Regions from separate parts of the Mus musculus genome. Here regions 2, 3 and 4 are each linked to region 1. Evidence: chromatin contacts called from public Hi-C and HiChIP or PLAC-seq data. All regions are on one chromosome and are shown on one strand. The core of a region is the stretch at or near the end of the contact, and the rest is flanking DNA. Distances in the headings are between cores, read along the strand shown.

What was found. A called contact is a pair of places that touch in the nucleus more often than the background predicts. HiChIP or PLAC-seq counts read pairs in DNA pulled down with a chosen protein or histone mark.
Region 2: a contact with region 1 is called in a FOXA1 HiChIP or PLAC-seq map of pancreatic cancer cells. The contact joins the enhancer-like site here to the promoter of Hid1 in region 1. A contact is called at or near these places in 1 of 39 promoter capture datasets (embryonic stem cells), 1 of 484 Hi-C or Micro-C datasets (the G1E-ER4 cell line), 1 of 115 datasets of contacts at active chromatin or transcription factors (pancreatic cancer cells) and 2 of 9 other capture datasets (adipose tissue and embryonic stem cells).
Region 3: a contact with region 1 is called in a Hi-C map of the G1E-ER4 cell line, with 2.5 times the contacts expected there. The contact joins the promoter of Caskin2 here to the promoter of Hid1 in region 1. A contact is called at or near these places in 5 of 39 promoter capture datasets (the C10 cell line, embryonic stem cells, neutrophils and 1 more), 2 of 15 datasets of contacts at CTCF or cohesin (embryonic stem cells and large pre-B cells), 20 of 484 Hi-C or Micro-C datasets (B cells, the Ba/F3 cell line, CD4 T cells and 7 more), 9 of 115 datasets of contacts at active chromatin or transcription factors (the 230-238 cell line, T-cell acute lymphoblastic leukemia, embryonic limb bud and 6 more) and 3 of 9 other capture datasets (embryonic stem cells, liver and pancreatic islet).
Region 4: an H3K27ac HiChIP or PLAC-seq map of regulatory T cells shows a contact between it and region 1, with 4 times the contacts expected there. The contact joins the enhancer-like site here to the promoter of Hid1 in region 1. A contact is called at or near these places in 4 of 39 promoter capture datasets (the C10 cell line, neutrophils, pre-B cells and 1 more), 1 of 115 datasets of contacts at active chromatin or transcription factors (regulatory T cells) and 1 of 9 other capture datasets (liver).

What each region holds. Positions count from the first base shown.
Region 1 is chr11:115,366,219-115,369,337 of GRCm38.p6, forward strand. Hid1 (HID1 domain containing) reads right to left here and starts at 1,538. Exons shown (of 19, transcript NM_001346774.1): 1 at 1,326-1,538. The coding sequence starts at 1,391.
Region 2 is chr11:115,837,548-115,840,666 of GRCm38.p6, forward strand. The region is part of intron 2 of Llgl2 (LLGL2 scribble cell polarity complex component); the gene reads left to right. Among named protein-coding and RNA genes, the nearest start is that of Llgl2, 15 kb to the left of the region's middle. Within about 2 kb of position 1,539, at least 68 of the 459 cell types and tissues checked have an H3K27ac peak or open chromatin away from gene starts, as enhancers often do. A contact at or near this core is called in embryonic stem cells and pancreatic cancer cells, where this site is marked.
Region 3 is chr11:115,812,160-115,815,278 of GRCm38.p6, forward strand. Caskin2 (CASK-interacting protein 2) reads right to left here and starts at 1,433. Exons shown (of 20, transcript NM_080643.2): 1 at 1,355-1,433; 2 at 1-223. Tsen54 (tRNA splicing endonuclease subunit 54) reads left to right here and starts at 2,580. Exons shown (of 11, transcript NM_029557.1): 1 at 2,580-2,660; 2 at 2,756-2,920; 3 at 3,016-3,079. The coding sequence starts at 2,605.
Region 4 is chr11:115,745,836-115,748,954 of GRCm38.p6, forward strand. No RefSeq gene overlaps it. Among named protein-coding and RNA genes, the nearest start is that of Tmem94, 18 kb to the right of the region's middle. Within about 2 kb of position 1,691, at least 57 of the 459 cell types and tissues checked have an H3K27ac peak or open chromatin away from gene starts, as enhancers often do. A contact at or near this core is called in regulatory T cells, where this site is marked.

The DNA of each region.
Region 1 (3,119 bases), core at 288-2,787:
ACCACCCTACACTGTGCAAAATACCACACACCACCCTTTCCTGCTACCCACTGATGGAGAGTCTCACGTCTGAGGTTCTGGAACAAGCCACAGGAAGCAAAGAGAAGCAGTTCTGGTTTCCGCCAAGTGCCCCTCAGATAGAAACAGGCTCTCTAGAGGCCCTGGCATTCCTTTCCTCGGCCTCTGACCTTCCCAAGGTGGGTAACAGGGTGTGGGAGTAGTGGTCGGCTCTCTGAGGCTGTGACTGGCTGGTTGTGGGTAGGCAGCTCTCCTGATCCCACTCACACTGGCCAAGAACAATATAGAGCTCTGAGAACAGTCGGATGGGGGTGGGGTTCCAGATGGCAGTAGGTCCAGAGCCCTTTGACAGGCAGGGCCTTGGAGAGGCTGCTGGTATCTCCATAACCAGAGTAGCCTGGTTTCCAGAAATAAAGATTGAAGGGACGACAGGGAAGGAACCTTGCTGGGTCAAGAGGTGTGTGCTGAAGGTAGGAGGCAGCTTCTGTGACACTTGTAGACACGGGGGATGGGGGGGGGGAGTGTGGACTGGAGTTACCCATGGCTCCCTCTCCAACAGACCAATGATAATCTCCTCATCCCCGAAACCCCAATCCCTATTCCGGGTGCCAAAAAGCACAGCCAATCAGCTCCACCGGGCCTGGAGAAGCCCCTGGATCATCACTAGCTGGAAAGCTGGCTTCCCTAGGCCTGAGGACAGCTCCTCTTACCCAGCTGCCGCTGCCTGCCACTCTATGAGCTCCCAGGAAGACCTGGGCCTTCCCTACCCTCAGGCATCAGCCAGGGCCCAGAGAGGCCACCGCTGCCACCGCTGCCATCGCGCACCAGCTGTTTTCCCCAACCCAGGCAGGCGCCGGCCCGGCTTTGTTTGCATTGAGTCAGCCGGGGCTGTATGTCCGGGACCATGGGCACTGAGGGGCAGGGAGACCAGCGGGGCGATGGATGGGTAGGTGGGAGCGGGAAGAGGCTGGCTAAGCGAGGCTGCGGGCACCGGGGGGGCGGGACAGGGGGCGGATAACGTTGTCGCCGCCGGCTCCAGGAGTAGGCACACGTCAGCCTAAGGTGGCAGCAGCAGCAGTGCCCGGGAGAGTGTTCCCAGGGGAGAGTAGGCATAGGGTGGGCTCCCAGAGGCAGGGATGGAGCCCTAGTTACAAAGGAAAAGTCCCGTTCCGGTGCTTGTTTCAGCATCCCCCTCTGGATTAGCCGGTCACCCCACCCTCGGGTGAACCGTGTTCACCCAGCCCCCCCGGCCCTGCCCTGCCCCCAGGGCCGGCAGGTGGATGAAGAGGCTGGGCCCCCAGGCGCACCTGCGTCTTGGTGGTCAGCTGGATCACCGCCTTCCGGAAGTTCAGCTTGGAGTCTGCGGATCCCATGTCGATGGACCCCGCTCCAGCCCGACCCCGGATTCCGACTCTGCCGCGGGCTCCGGCTGTGACTCCAGCTCCAGCTCCGCAGCCCCGGCTGCTCTCTGGGGAGCGAAGCTGCGAACCCCGCCTGCCGCAGGCGTCGGCCCCGCCCCTGTGGCTCCGCCTTTAGATCCGCCCCCACGAGGCCCCGCCTCTGCACCTGCCGCTCAGGCCTCCAAGAAGAAGTCCGGAGTTCTCCGTGGAACCCAACTCCTGGTCCTTTCGTCTGCAACTGAGTGTTGTCCTCGATCCTCAGTCCGCAAGACTGAAACCCTCCTGGTATCTCATCTCCTGCCTCCACCTTCATTCTTCATTCCTGCTCAGACCCGCAGTTTCTCCTCCAATCCTCTCTACCTGATGTTCATGCTTTCCTACTATTGTTGCTATCTGAGCTTGCTTGCTTTTTCTCTTTTCTTTTCTTTTCTTTTCTTTTCTTTTCTTTTCTTTTCTTTTCTTTTCTTTTCTTTTCTTTTCTTTTCTTTTCTTTTCTTTCCTTTCCTTTCCTTTCCTTTCCTTTCCTTTTCTTTTCTTTTCCTTTCCTTTCCTTTCTTTTCTTTTCTTTTTCTCCTCTCCTCTCCTCTCCTCTCCTCCCCTCCCCTCCCCTCCTCTCCTCTCCTTTCTTTCTTCCTCCCTTCCTTTCTTTCTGTTTGCTTCTCTTTCTGACCTATCAAATCCACGTGTCTAGCCTTGAAGTTATTCTAACCCTTAAAAGGTTTAGCTCTTGCTTGTGTGGAAGGATGGGCTGACTCAGTGTCCCTGTTCCAGGAAGGCAGCTCAGCAGTGAAAAATCCCTTGGGTCTTGACGCTTATCTAGCTCCCTGGCTTCCCTGAGAACTCTTTGAAGTGTAGAGGACATGACATAAACATCACAGATCCTGGTTTCAGAAGAAAGGAGTTTACCCATGGTATAGCCTAGTACACTGTGTTTGTTTTGTGAGGAGTTTATCGTAGGCTTGCCTCGAACTCACTGTTACTGGTGATGAATTTTTTAATCCATCTCCCAAGTACCAAGGTCACAGGTTCCATGATCACCCTTGGTATTATGGGGTGCTGTAGATTGAACCAAGAGGTTCTTGGATGTTAGGCAAGCACTCTAATTATTAAATTAAGAGTAATAGCTGACAACCCAATAAAAATAGTTGATCCACATATGAGATCTCAGAACTCAGGAGGTGAAGGCAAGAGGGACTGTCATCCTTGGTGAATAGTGAGTTTGAGACCAGCATTGGCAAAATCCAAAATAATCTGGTATTTATCTAATATATATATATCTCATAGCAAGCCAGGACAGCAGGACAGCCAGGGCCATGTATGATGTATGTGTCCCACCCCTCACACAATCATGTTACTGTGTCTAGAAGTTTCTGAGAATCCTGGATAGTTCTAAACAACATGACTTTAATCTAAAGGGGGATCCCGGAGTTGTAAAATAAGGAGTATGCTCCATCAAGGCAGCTGGATCAGGTGTAGAGGTAGAGAGAGAGGGCATGGTCTCACTACCTCACAGAACAAGCCACAGCATTGGGTAGCTCTAGCTTTTCTCTAAAGGTATGTTGTCCCTACAAAATTCTGGGTGTGCCCCCAGGGCTTTTTTTTTTGTAATCACTCTGAGATAATGAATGGTTTCTTTATTCAGTTTAAAAAAAAAAAAAAAAGCATAGCACCAAGCCAAGTATGCTAACACAGGCCTTTAAT
Region 2 (3,119 bases), core at 289-2,788, 470 kb after region 1:
TCACGGTATACCCCACTGTGCCCGGTCACTCTGACCATTTTGATGAGAACAGGATCATGGTGAAGCATCTAGTCCAATGACGAGTATTGACCTAGCACCTGATAGCCCCATTCACTCACTGTGAGGCCTTGGCACAGCTCTAGAATGGAGATGATCTTAGATTTCGATTTAGGTTGAGGGAGACGTAAACAGAGCCAGCGTGACGTGAAGGGCTGTACACGTGTGTCCACCGAGTGCTTGGCTAAACGCCACAGAATCAAAGGTGCATGGGCTGTTGTCAGACTCCACACAGGAATTCCTCATGTGCAGGTTAGGGTCCGCGCCTGCACAGTGGCTACTCACGGTGTGGTCACATCTGGGAGTGCCACCCTGAAGGTCAGGCTGTCAGGCAGCGTGTCGTGGGCAATGCGTGCAACAACAGAACAGTGGCATCGCCCGCCACACGACAGATGCCCAAACAGCTTACAGATCCCAGCTTCTAAACCAGTTCTAGGCCTTTCCACAGAGCCAGCAAGATGCCTCACACAAAACGGGGACGCTGCCCTAGCTAGGGCCATGAGGGTTACCTGTCCTTGGCCAGGAGTTGTGACCATGACCAGAAAAAGGGGCTGGCTGCCAGGGGACCAAGTCTAGCTCAGGGGCTGGGTGCCAGGCATCAGGGCTGGGTGTTAACAGTGGTTGGGGCAGGGAACTGGAGCCATATAGCCGGGCCTTGGTTCTGATTCAGCTCTCACCACGTGACCATGTAGACATTGATTAGCCTGTCTATTCCTCAGTTTCCTCTTCCGTGAAGTGGGGTTGCTAAGCACCCTAATGGAGGCTGGTGCAGTGGACAGGTTTCATGGCTCTATTTATTTTAGTTTGTTTCCTATATGTATGCATGTTATGCCTTCATGTATGTATGGGCACCACATGCGTGGCTGGTGCTTCCAGAGATCAGAAGCTCCTGGAACTGGAGTTAGGGATGGCTGTGTCCCATCATGTGGGTGCTGGAACTGGTTCTGTGTCCTCTGCAAGAGCAGCAAGTGCTTTTCACTGCTGAGCCATCTCTCCAGCCCCATGTTCAATCGCTTCTTATGGGCAGCATCAAGTAGCATGGTTTGCTCGGAGCTCAGTGTCTTTACCTGCTGTCTACCACTTGTACCCTCTTAGCACACTCACCTCCAACCCAGTCAGGCAGCTTAGGTTCCCACTGAAGACTAGCTAAGGGAACAGGGACTACCTCAGGGGCTGGACGGACGTCCTGGTCTTAGTGAAACCCTGCTCCTTGAACATTGTTTGGGGCCTGCTTGCCCCTCTGGTGAAACCCAGGCACCCACTAGTAGCCACACCCCAGTGTGAGCAGACCTAGGCCTAGGTGCCTGCGCTGGACTGCTGCAGAATAACACACCCCCCTCAGAACCCTCCCCACCACCACACCTCCCAAATCAAATAAATGGTGTGTTTCTAACCAACTAGGCCCGCCCAGCCCAGACCACATCGTTTTGTTGTGGCTTTTGCCTACATGGGCACCAGTGTCAGATGACAACCACACAGAGAGGCCAAGTTGCTTGGGCCAGGAATCTGAGCTTACCACACCCAGTATCTGGCAGAGCCACTGCAGGCAGGTGGATCTGCCCCTCCTCCCTCCTCCCTCCTCCCTCCTGAGGCCCTCAGCAGCTTCTGGGAGCTCTCCTCTCAGCCCCTGACAGACACTACAGGGTCCCCAAAGCCGTGGGCTTGGAGGACAGTCCTCCCCAGCTGAGTGTAAGGGTGAAGGGCAACACCCGCTACCCACCCACCCCCACCTCTCACAATCTGACAGGGACTTGGGCTAATATTACAGTCTGGCGGCTTCTGTTCATCTTTGCTCTCCTTTCCCTGTCAAAAGAGCCCATTGTTCTCTTCTCCCTTAGCAGAGGTCACCTGAGCCCAGGTAGCAGGACAGGACAGGACAGGACAGAGGCTGAGGAGACAACGGGAGGGAGAACTGCAGAGCGTTGGTCCACCTTCTTGTTTTAGAGTTCTCTGGGGTCTGGGAATCCTATGCTTGGGGTATCCCCAGGCTCTACCTGCTGCCCACGTGCTCTGGATTACAGGGGGGAGGGGACAGGACACTCTCTTGGCGGCTCCACAACACTCTGTGGGCGGCTCCTTTGAGAAAGGCCACCTCACCCTTTAGGGACCTAACTAAGGCGGGGGATTACTAGCATGTAGAACTTACACTCAGGGGACTCCGAACCTTGAAAGTTTACAAGAGTCTTAGCTGCTGTGGAAGGGACACCAGTGTGGGCAGGGCACTTAGGTGCCGGGTAGTTGGGACCTTCCCTTCCCTGCTTTCCCCAGGACACACCCAGGCTTCCTAGTTCCTCCTTGTTTCCTCCCTGGGTTCTGAGCCACATCCTTCCTTCTTATCCCAGCAGGGGCCACTGAGCCTTCCGTGTGCCCCACCCACAGGGCTCACAGGGCTCAGGCCTGGCTTGGCCTCCTCTAAGGAGTCAGCTCATGTGGGCCCTGTCCAGGGAAAGTCATGGGAGCCTATGTCCCTTGTTTTGCTTTTGAGAGAGCCTTGGTCCCTCAGTGTTGTCAGCTGGATAAGATGCCCTGGGGGCGGGGGCACACTGCAGAATACTAAGGACCCTAGCAGCCAGCCGCAGCCTAGGGACAGTTCTCACACTGGGGTGAGCAATCAGAACACACACTCTGTATTCACAAGATGCCTCGTGTTCAGTCCAAGGACACACTGCTCAGGGCATCCTGAATGTCATTCTGGTGAGCCTGACTGGGTGCCTGTTCTCAACTGGCCTTTGGAAGGACAGGGAGGAGTGGTCACAGTCCTTGGGACTCTGAAGGAAGTAAGAGATGGGGGATGCCCAACCTTTGCAGCAGGAAGGATTCAAGCAGGATTGTTGAACTGCTTAAGAGCTGACGGGGCAGGTCGTGGCCTCAGAGGCCAGAAATCTGAAAATGTGTTTCTCTTTGACTTGACTTCCCTGAGGATGCGAAGTCAGAATATTCTAGGGTAGTATGTTGGTCCAGTAAGATTACAATAGGAGACTGGGCTGTGTACACCTTTAATCCCAGCACCCGGGAGACAGAGGCAGGGGGATCTCTGTGAGTTTGAGGCCAGCTTGCTTGGT
Region 3 (3,119 bases), core at 183-2,682, 450 kb after region 1:
CTCTGGGAGCTGCCACCACAGGCAGGAAAGCCGGTCCCTGGTGGGGTGGAGGCTGTGTGGAAATCTGGCCTGAGATCAGCTTGCAGCTTCCGACAGCCCTGGAATGGGCTGGGACTGGGCCCGCCAATCTTCCTGGGTTAGCGCAGAAGCACCAGTGCCCACCCAGAGAGCAGTCAGCATTCCCTCTGGCGTGAGGCAGCAGCCAGGGACAAGTCCTGAGGGTCTGGAAAAGATACACGTCATCCAATGAAAAGCTGGGTTACAGCCAGGAACCGGGACAGAGAAGATGAGCAAGATAGAACCTCTAGGGAGTCCCAAATCACCCTAGATGCCCAAGGAGCCTTGGAGTGAGTCTAAGCCACTAACGGAGGGGAGGAAGTTTCTGTACTTGAGAGAAATATATCTCGCAAAGAAGAGAGGGGCAGCATTCAAGGAGGGAAAGGCTGGGTTGCCTATGCCCCATGGCACTGGGCAGCACCTCAACCTTGGGCAGGAGGGGCCCTGGCAGCAGGAGACACTGGTGTAGGCAGGGCCAGCAGCCCATTCTCCACAGCCCCAGGCTCTGACACCCACAGACAACAGGCGGGGCCGGGAGGTAGGGCCTGGGAGAGTGGCACGGGCAGATGGTAGGGGTCACTCCCTGTCCAAGGTGTCTGCAGCACACTCCTCACTACCAGGTCCCTAGAGGGTGGACTGGGTGCTTATGTCCCTCACTTTCTGGGGGAGATCTACCTGTTGGATCGGAGAGATCTACAGCACCTGTTGCTAATCCTTTCTCACTGCGTCTGTGGTGGGAGAGAGCAGCTGGGTAGAGATCCAGGACAGAGAGCTTGGACAGGCTGGCCAACTACCTCCCAAGCCTGAACCTGAAACCCCAACTCGACTTCCCGCACAAACCCTTAAGTCAGTTCCTCAGTGGCGGTGATTTTGTTGCCAGAATCTTGTGGCAAGAGACTCGTGCAGGCCTGGGGGCCCAGGTGGGGAACCACTCATTCCTCAGAAGTTCCAAGCCCAAGCCGGAGGGCACTCCCCCTCAAAGCCCGCGACCCGCACTGGGAGAGAGTGCTCCTGGCAGTGCCTGGGGTCGGCTGGCTCCCCCTCCCCTTGGAATGCCCCTCTAGCGCGGCGCAGCTCCCCGCAGCCAAGCCCAGATAAGGCCGACCCCGGGAACAAAGCGGCAAGAGGGACCCGGAGAGTCAAGCGTCCGAGGAATAGATAGAGGAGAACGAAAAGGGGGGCTCGAGGAAGGCGGAAGGAGCAGAGAGATGGAGGAGCCCGCCGATCAGACAAGAAAAGTTAGTTTGCGTCTGCTCTCAAGGGTCCTGACCCCTGGCCCGGGACCCGGCAGTCTCACCTCTCCCGGCCGCCCCGCCGGGGGTCCGGCTGGCTGTGCTCAGTCTCAGGCACTCTGGACTCTGGTTCTCACTGTCCCCCGCAACCCCTTTCTCCTCCTTTCCAAGGCCGGCTCGGCGCCTCCCGCAGGAAATCCCGCCCCTCCCCCCTCCCTCCCGCCGGATCGGGAGCCGGGGACCGTCCTGGCCGCACAGTTGGATTGTCAATCAACACCCTGGTCCCCGCCCCATCTTCACTAGGCCCCGCCCCCGCCAGCCAGTCCAGAGCCGAGCCACTGGTTGGATCAGCGCATGCGCGCAGGTGAAGCTGCTTAGGGGTGCAAAGTGGCGGGTGAGAGGCGGGGTGGATGAGGTTTCGTGCTGCTGTGTCCTGTCCGGGGATCCCGAGAGAACTGGGTTCTGGTCTAGATCAAAAGGTGAAGTGTGAATGTATAGGAGAGAAAATAGGATGTTTTGGCAGTTGAACCTGAGGACCCCCCCCCCCCACTAGGGGTGGGGATCACTTCCTCTTTGCCCCATCCTTTCCCGGGTTGCCCGCAGCGACCTTCGTCCACACTCAGAGACCTATAGCTGCTGGCTGGAGCAACGGTGCCACCTAGTGGTGAGCGTCAGTGCGACTCAGGATGTCACGGCGGGGACCCCAGCCTCGAGGAGGTGCTTTCGGAGTCTGGGGTGGCGATTCAGCACCAGTGTGAGCCGGACAGCGCCTCCACCCCTGGCCTTTGAACCCTGCTTCAGAGCCCCTAAGAAGAGATTTTTTTTTTTTGGCCCACCGTGAAGGAACTCCATAAGTCTTTGGTCCACTCCTAACATTCCCATATGGCCTCCAGTTTGCAAAGCTGGTGTCTGGGGGCTCACTGCTCTCCTCTCTCTACGCATCTCTTTCCTGCTGGTGGTAGGACACAAAGACATTCAGGGCTGCAGAGATGAGAGTAACATATTTGATTATCCATGCTACATCCAGTAGCCAGGTAAAGTTATACTAAAGAAGGGAGGAGCCCCCAGAAGCGCTGGAAACGGAATAGGTGAGTTTTTGCACATCTGGAAACCTGCACATCGAGCTGGGTCCCGCGGCCCGGGGTACACGTGTGCCGACAGGTGTTAGGACACACACGGGGCAGGTAGGAAGGCGCGAGGCTCGAGGGTGGCTTTATGATCCCGAGGAGCGAGCGGGTCGAAGGCGCTAGGACCGCGCGGAATGCCGGGGTGGGCGGGGCTTCGCGGTGCGCGCGCAGCCGCAGACAGCGGCCCGATGGAGCCCGAACCCGAACCCGGGTCGGTGGAGGTTCCCGCGGGGCGTGTGCTCAGGTGCTACCCGGCCCGGGGGATGGCGTGGGGTGCGTGGGACCCGGGAGCGAGCGGGGTGGCCTCTGTGCTGATCACGTGTTCCCGGCTCTCCCCAGCGCCTCGGAGCTCCGCGCCGCGCGCTCGCGGTCCCAGAAGCTACCACAGCGGTCGCATGGCCCCAAGGACTTCCTCCCGGACGGCTCGGAGGCCCAGGCGGAGCGGCTGCGCCTGTGTCGCCAAGAGCTGTGGCAGCTGCTGGCGGAGGAGCGCGTGGAGCGCCTGTGAGAGGGGCTGGGCCGGGCCGGGTCAGGCCGGGTGGGCGGAGGCCGGGGACTGCCCGTGCAGACCGAGACGCCCCTTCCCCACTCCTCGCCAGGGGCAGCTTGGTGGCCGCGGAGTGGAAACCAGAAGAGGGCTTTGTGGAGTTGACGTCTCCTGCGGTGAGCGGCCCGGGCATCTCCGCGGCTGGGGGACCCCCTT
Region 4 (3,119 bases), core at 441-2,940, 380 kb after region 1:
GGGGAGAAAAGAGTTTGTTTAACTTGTGCTTCCACATCACTGTTCATCTCTGAAGGAAGTCAGGCCAGGACTCACACAGGGCAGAAACCTAGAGGTAGGAGCTGATGCAGAAGCAGTGGAGGGATGCTGCTTCCAGGCTTGCTCCCCATGGCTTGCTCAGCCTGCTTTCTTATACAACCCAGGACCACCAGCCCAAGGATGGCTCCACCCATCATGGTCTGGGCCCTCCTCCATCAATGGCTAATTAAGCAAATGTCCTACAAGGCCTACCCACACAGCCCAGTCTAATGGAGGCATTTTCTCAATTGAGGCTCCCTCCTCTCATGAGTCCCTGTCTTGCCATCTACCTCTGTCCCCAGATAATGGTTTTAGTGGCAGAAACTATAGCTGTCACCCTGCATGGACCAGATATTTCACTGACAAGGAGCACACTGTGGCAGGATGTTTCATTGTTCCTTTGATGTCCTCCATCCTGTTGTGACTAGCATGTCTCCCTTTATAGATGACTCAGTGTTGCACTGAACTGGGAGGAAGCTGGCTACCTCTTCCAATGAACACATCCACCAAGTTAGAGGACCAACTCTGTTTTAGAGGACCCACTCTTTCTTTTTTGTTTGTTTGTTTGTTTTTCGAGACAGGGTTTCTCTGTGTAGCCCTGGCTGTCCTGGAACTCACTCTGCAGATCAGGCTGGCCTCGAACTCAGAAATCCACCTGCCTCTGCCTCCCAAGTGCTGGGACTAAAGGCGTGCGCCACCTGCCTGGTTTCCTCACTTTTTATTATGTGTATGGTTGAGCACACTTTTGTATATGCCACAATGCACATGTGGAAGACAAGTTGTAAATGTTGGCTCTCTCCTACCGTGTGGTCCAGGGACTCAAACTCCCTGACTTGGTGGCAAGCACTTTAACCCACTGAGCCATCTCATCAGCCCCTTGGGATTTTATCTACTTACTCACTGTGCTGATCAAATACACCCGGCACCCACATGTTCACACAGAGCTTTGAAATTCTTTCCTGAGTTGTATACCGTAAGGAATGATAGTCATAACAAAGACTTGATCACCGCGTGCGTTTTGTTATCTGATGTGGGCTTGTGCAGCACAGAGATTCTCACCCTGCACACTGCCCTTGCTGAGTCACCCGTTTTCACCCTGGCCTCGGCATTGTTCTGTTTTATTCTTTCCTGTATCTGAAGAGATGGGAAATGGACTCTGCGTTCTTTCCAGTTCAATGTTTTTTGTTTGTTAGGAAAATAAAACCTTTTCCTCCTCCAAAGCAGCTCCTTACATTTGCTTTCTTCTCCCAGCTTGTCCTTTGACCACTCCAGTCATCTTTTTAAAGAGCCAGAAAGTGTCTGAAACTTTGACTGTGACAACAGGTATCAGCCACTGGGGCGCTTGGATCCTCACCCTGCTGTTTCTGGCCAGGGATCTCGTTGTTTTAACTCAGCTGAATTCAAAGCATTTCAGCATGAGGATCTTTAACATAAACGAAGATTTGTTTTTATTTATGATTGTGTGTCTGTGTGTGTCCCAGTGCCCTTGAAGAGGGTGTTGGGTCCCCGGGGGTTGAAGTTATAGGTGGTTGGGAGCCACCGGATGTGGATGCCAGAAGCCCCGTTCAGGACCCCTGAAATTGCAAACAAGGAGCCATTCCCGCGGTCTCTCAGCACAAAGATCTTAAACCAACCCCCTTCTGCCTGTCACGTTTAAGCAAATGACTAGGTGGAAAAGATGGCGCAGTGACGAAGGATGCTCCTCCGGGGGGGGGGGGGGTGCGGGGGGTGCGGGCGGGGGCGGGGGGAGGGGCTTGTTTCAGCTTGCAGGTGGCTCAGCGTGTAGATCCTTGTTAGAGTCCCTGAATCAGGCCTGAATCACTCGTGTTTTCTGACTCACTTCTTACCTCCATGTGGTGAGGTCTTTAAGAACAAGGGTATTCTCCACCAGATGCACTGCTCCCCGTTTTCTGAGACAGGCTCTTACCATTTAGCCCAAGCTGGCCTCAAACTCTCAAACTTAAAATCCTCCTGCCTCAGCCTTCCCAGTGTGTAGATAGATCACAGGTGTGTGTCCCACCCCTGAGGTGCCCTGTTCATTCCTGCTTTTCTTTTCTTTCTTTTCTTCTCCTTCCACTTTCCCCCTCCCCTTCCCTTCCCTTTTTCTCTCCCTCCTGCCTTCTCTCCCTCTTCCCTCTCTTCTTCTCCTTTCTTTCACAGGTTCCATGGCACAAAAATGGGGGCGAGGGAGATCGGTTTCTTCTCCATCTTGTAGAGGTTAGATTTCTCTTGTTTCTGTTGCGCTGTGAATTCCGGGACAGCTGGTTCACAGCCTCTGGGCAGTTTTCCTGCCTTCATCTCCTATCTCTGTAGGGGGCTAAGCTTGTGTACCACAGCATGCAGTTTTTTCCCTGGGTTCTGAGATTTGAACCTGGGTCAACATGCTTGTGTGGTTAGCACATCTCAGCCCAGAGATTCACACTGGGTGCCATCTCTCCAACCTGTCCTTTTTTAGAGACAGGGTCTCACCACATAGCCCTGGCTGGCCTGGAACTCACTATGTTGACCAGGCAGGCCTCTAACGGTGATCTGCTTGTTTCTGCCTCCCAAGTGTTGGGATTAAGGGTGTGCACCACTGCCTGTCTGAGGTCTAGAGCTTAAGAGAGCTATTCCACTATTTTCCTATCTAAGACTTATTTCAAATCAGCCAGTAGGTTTCACCCAGTAGTTTTTTTGAATGCACCTATATCCTAGCACCCGAGTGGCTGCCACCTTAGCATGGGGTCCACTCGTCCTACCGCTCAGCACTCTTCTTCCCAATGTTGCTCTTACTTCTTTGTAACCCATTTTCTTTCTTTCTTTCTTTCTTTCTTTCTTTCTTTCTTTCTTTCTTTCTTTCTTTCTTTCTTTTTCTTTTTTTCTTTTTTTGGTTTTTTGAGACAGGGTTTCTCTGTGAAGCCCTGGCTGTCCTGGAGCTCACTCTATAGACTAGGCTGGCCTCGAACTCAAAAATCCGCCTGCCTCTGCCTCCCGAGTGCTGGGATTAAAGGCGTGCGCCACCACGCCCGGCTTGCTGTCACTTCTTTTTTTTTTTCTTTTTTTTTTTTAAAAGATTTATTTAT